Regions from separate parts of the Scleropages formosus genome. Here region 2 is linked to region 1. A link is a contact called in public Hi-C data. All regions are on one chromosome and are shown on one strand. Each heading gives the region's core, a stretch centred on a gene start, on an enhancer-like site or on the middle of the called end of the contact. The rest is flanking DNA. Distances are from core to core; before and after follow the strand shown.

Region 1 (2,672 bases), core at 47-2,546:
AACGTTTATATTCTCACTAATATTTCATTTGAGCAATGTTTTTTTATTGCCGAAAAGGAAAATTACTTCAGTATATAAAGTTGAAACCAAATAATTTTTTTACACTTACTTAGATTTAGATCATGTATTAATTTATTCGTTTATTAGACACTTTTCTCAAAGCGACGAATATCTCATAGAAAATACAAACAATGTGTTCATGATTACATTAGTAGAAAGAGAGACGTGTGATTCTTAAGTACAGTTAGTTTCTTTCCACCAGCTGAACCCATGTTCATCGCACGAGTAGCTGCGTAAATCTTATCCGAATATCCGCGATTCTTCATCACCTTCCTAGTAATAATTTCTTTATACGTACATAAACGCTGACATGATTAAATAAGAGGAGTACCTGCGTTTTTATCTTTTAATTAATATGTACATGCGGACTATCAGAAGGGATCCTTTCTTTCTGTTTGAATTTTCAGAAAGACGCGGCAGGAATTTGTGTTAAACGCGCTTTCGGCGAACGCGGCTTTTGATCAATTCCGTCACATCGCCACTAATTGTACTTCTTTCCTTTTTATTCTAATTAATTTCTATCAAATCAAACGTAAGATGAAAAAAAAGATTCGATAGTTGCCTTGACCTTTTTGGTTACGGTGTATTTATAACATACTTGGAACATATAATAGTATTAATAACGCAAATATTAATAAAGTGTACGCTTCTCTTTTCCTGAGAACAATGAATGAACAGATTCCGTTATTCTTCATGTCCACGACAGAGCGTCGTTTCCTTCTCGTTATTTATAGCTCTACATCATCATGTCCCACATCATCATGTCCTGCTGTCCGTGGCAGGTGAGATGTGGAAAAAAGGTGCAGAGGGAGGGGGACACGCGGGGACAGGCGGGGACACGCAGTACGGTCTGCGCACCTGTGAGGACCACGTGTCCTACACGTGAGCTCAGTGACAGCCCTGCACAGTGCCACAGGTACCCGTTTCCCTGTGCGGAAACGGAGCGGTGGAAAACCCGATTTGTCCCGGACGGTTGGCGCCTCCCGGCTCCAAAACCGAAATTCACCGAAATCTTGCGGTTTTTTTCTGAATAATTAAAAGAAAAGTAAAAAACGAAACTTTCACTTTTCATAGATGGCTCGAGAGTACACATATAAATGGAAGAGGGCCAGGCAGGAGCAAAATCACATCTCACAAGGACTGAAGGTATAACGAGGCGAAACGCATCAGTCCCGAATTCATTGCCTTCCAATCCGTCCCCTTCCACCTGAAGAATGGCACCAAAGAGCTCACCGATGTCCCTCTGGGTGTGTGTGATCCTCTGTGTGTCACACACCACCTCGCTGCCCATCACTTGTCAGCTCAACGGGAACCTGGTAAAAAGAAGCCACGAGCTCCTGAGGAGCATGGTGAGTCGGGCGTCTATAGCGGTGAGGGTCTCCGGCGGGGCCCAGGGCTGCGGTGTGTTTCCATCCGTGTGTTTGTGCTTCAGGGAGGACCTTTCCCACGGAAATGCATCAAAGACAACGTCATGGTCCCATTCCCTGCGGTCGCTTTCCGCTCTGATGGCACCGATGCGGTAAGAACGTCCGTGCGTCCATGCATGTGCTCGTGATGAACCTTCATTTTTCCCCTCGCATCTCGGATATGTGACATTGACGAACCATAGATTTTGTGTGTGTGTGTGTGTGTGTGTGTGAGAGAGAGAGGGTGCTGTTGGACACTGTGTGAAATGACATTGTGTGTGTTCCAGCAGAAGGTCTTGACGATGCTCATCAATGAAACGTTCAGCAGCATCACTTCTCTCTTCGGGGACAGAGATCTGCCCGCCGAGTGGGAGCCCAAGGCGCTCGAGGACTTTCAGAGTGAGGTTTATCGGCTCTCAGACGACTTAGGCCACTGTGTAAGTGAGCATCATAGCCCGCTGTGCCTCAAGTCCAGCACCCGTTTTCTCCAGCAACAGGCCGTTACTTGCATACACCTTCCGCTGCTGAGAATAACTCCGTTCTGCGCTCTTTTCATGTCCATTTCAGGCGGAGAGACTCCAGGGCCTGAGAGATGAGGCCAAGAGCCATTTCCTCGAGAGAGCAAAGCTGGTGGAAACCTACTTTGATAAGCTGGACACTACTTTACAAGAGAAGGTATGCATGTATCCTAGTAACAACAACAACAACTAATAATAACATGTATAATATGTAACGTGTGACGCATTCCTTGCCATTGTACCTTGATGCTTTCAGAATTACAGCTTTTGCGCGTGGGAAATTGTCCGAAAAGAACTAGAGCGGACTCTGCGCTTCATCGTGGAACACAGCGCTGACTTTCTGTGGCCATGAATCTCACACAAACTCTCTTCTTGACTGTAACCTCCTGTATCCTCATGAAATGTGACCTTTATGTTTTAAAATGAGTTTTCCTAGTATTGAGATTTATTTATTTATGATTTGTCTCTCCAGTGTTTTATCTATTTATTTAGTATTTAAGTAACATTTTTATTATGAAAATGTTTTGTATTTGAAAATCTTTTACCTTCTTTTACAACAGCTTTTGCTTGAATAAATTAATTCACATAATTGTTTTGTTGTCTATTACTTGAAACATTATCAGTTCATGGGAAATCTGCTGGGAGGCTGTTTGATCACACTGGTATGAATTTGTTGCTCACCTGAGAT
Region 2 (2,672 bases), core at 127-2,626, 160 kb before region 1:
CGTGGCTCACGTGTTCTACCAAACTCCGAGCTGCAAAAGAACTACAGACCAGTCTCCCTCCTCCCTTTTCTGTCAAAAACTGTGGAACGGTCAACCTGTGATCAACTGTCTGAATTCCTCACCCAGAATGATCTCCTCAACAGGTGTCAGTCTGGATTCAAAGCTGGACACTCCACCGAGACAGTTCTCCTCGCAGTGTCAGATGCTCTTCGGCCGGCTAGAGCGGCCTCCCTCTCCTCGGTCCTCATCCTCCTCTGCAGCGTTTGACGCTGTCAATCACTGGATTCTACTCTCCTCTCTTAACCAGTTTGGGATCAAAGGAACAGAACTAAGATGGTTTGAACCCTACCTATCTGACAGATCCTATCAAGTGGTCTGGCAGGGCTCTCGTTCTTTTCCTCTGCCTCTCTCAACTGGTGTCCCACAGGGCTCGGTACTGGGTCTTCTGCTCTTCTCCATCTACACCTCCTTCCTTGGTCCGGTCATCACCTCCCATGGATTCAAATACCACTGCTATGCTGATGATACCCAGCTCTTCCTCTCCTTTTCACCTGGAGCTGCAGCCGTTTCCTCGCACATCACTGCCTGTCCCTCATACTTCTCCGCCCGAATGTCTAATCATCACGTACAACTCAACCCTTCTCCACAAAAGACATCCTTCACCTCCCAGCTGGTCCGTCCTCCTGTCGAGAACTCTGTATGAAAACTGGACAACTCGCTCTTTTCACCTTGCTTATCAACTAAGAACCTGGGTGCAACGACTGACTCGAGTCTCTCCTTCTCTCTACATATTGAACCCACAACTGGATCTGCAGATATTTCCTGCAAAACTCATGGTCCAGACCATGGTGAAATACCCCACCTGGTCTACTGAAACTCTGTCCTCTCTGGCCTTCGAGCTACTGCCATCAAACCTCTTCAGCCCATACGCTGTACCACGGTATGAATTGTGTTTGACCTAGGAAAGCGCTCCCATATATCCCCCTTCCCCATCTCTCTGCATGGGCCTCCTGTAGCTGAAGGGGTCAAATTCCTTTTTCCGAGTTGTACGGATAGATGTATCTGCTAATGGAATAAATATAAACGTAAATGTAAATATGGTGACTACATTGACTCCAAGGAACTTTAGGCTCTCCACACTTTCCATGTATGTGGAGGGGGAGGTGGTCTATCTCCTTTGTTCTCCTGAAGTCCACAACCATCTCCTTTGTCTTAGAGGTGTTAAGGACCAGGTTGTTATCCTTACACCACTCAACCAGATGTTCCACCTCAAGCCTATAGGCCATCTCTTCATTGTCTGAGATCAGCCCAATTGTTGTGGTGTCGTGTGCAAATTTAATGATGGAATTGGAGGTGTGGAGGGGGGTGCAGTCATGGGTGAAGAGCGTAGGCCTCAGCACACAATGCTTTGGGGTTCCTGTGTTTAGGATGAGGGTGGAGGAGATGTGGTTACCAACTCAGACTTCCTGTGATCAGTCTGTGAAGAAGTTCATGACCCGTGAGCACAGAGAAGAATCAAGGCCCATGTTGTCCAGTTTTCTGACCAGATTAGATGGCAGTCGCAGTGTTTCTCATTGACCCTCTCCTTGTGTCTCTGTTCCTTCTGCAGGACATTGCTGGTCCCACTCCCAGCAATCCAACAGCGCAGCAGCTCCACTCATCAGAGCGGCAGAAAAAGCGCTACGCTTTGTGCGCATCTCTGGAAGATGGACTCTGAGGTGCAGGTAGGAAAACAAACGAGCTGGATCTTTCTAGTCACAAACGAGTTACTTGCATTAACGACGCTTACACAGAGCGAGGAGCTGCACCAGAGTGCTGCTGAACGCAGTTTTCCAGTCTGTGCCATGCGGTCACCACATTGGAAATGAAGACAGGAAAACTGCTTACAGTTATACATGTACCTGACGCCTTTTTACAACGCAGTTTTCCAAAGTAGTGTTAAGGTTCTCCACTGATTTACCTATTTGTTTACCTGGGTTATTTGAACTGCATCAGTTGAGGGTATGTACCCTGATCAAGGGTACAAGAGCTGGAGGTGGGACTCAAACCTGTGAGCAAGGGCAGCAGCTCCAACCCCTACATTACCAGCTTCCTTGACTCAGTGGCCTCTTTATTGTGGCATTTACCGCGTTTTAACGTGGAGACGGCGCTTCCGTTGAGAGACTGGACTCGTATTACACACAACTTGCCTTTTGTCTGACGCGAGGTACTGTACGTCTCTGAGAACGGCACCGAGAGTGCGGTACGTGTGCAGGAGGAGAGCTTTGGATGCAGACGCATGATTGCAGAGTACAATCGGTGTACTTGCTGTGAAGCCACTGCGGTAAACGTGGTAACAGATGAACAGCAGTGGAGACAAGTGAGCCAGTTAACTAAGTAACGAAGCCTAGTGGGCACAACGCATGAGCGGGCCTCAGCATGTATGTGCGCTTACGAGCGCCAGGGGGCGTGCCTTCACCACCCTTCACGCTCAAGTCCCGTCAGTGCACTGCTCTCCCACGAACCAGTGGAGGGACCTGGTTCTCCGTGCCTTTTTTGTTTTTCTCTCTTCCGTAATCCGATGCTAAGTGGGCATCAATAAAGCGGCTCGTTGGCTGCATGTAACAGGCACACTGAACAGATATTTTCTTGGGAAATAAGTGGAAACTATGAAACGAGGAGGCTTCGTGAGC

What was found. A called contact is a pair of places that touch in the nucleus more often than the background predicts.
Region 2: a contact with region 1 is called in a Hi-C map of muscle, with 17 times the contacts expected there. The contact joins the promoter of kansl1a here to the promoter of LOC108924755 in region 1. A contact is called at or near these places in 2 of 2 Hi-C or Micro-C datasets (both in muscle).

The regions. Positions count from the first base shown.
Region 1 is chr3:402,623-405,294 of fSclFor1.1, reverse strand. It overlaps LOC108924755 (interferon alpha-6-like), which reads left to right and starts at 1,296. Exons shown (of 5, transcript XM_029250089.1): 1 at 1,296-1,409; 2 at 1,493-1,591; 3 at 1,754-1,903; 4 at 2,034-2,141; 5 at 2,241-2,336. The coding sequence starts at 1,296. The coding sequence ends at 2,336.
Region 2 is chr3:559,881-562,552 of fSclFor1.1, reverse strand. It overlaps kansl1a (KAT8 regulatory NSL complex subunit 1a), which reads left to right and starts at 1,376. Exons shown (of 15, transcript XM_029250252.1): 1 at 1,376-1,724.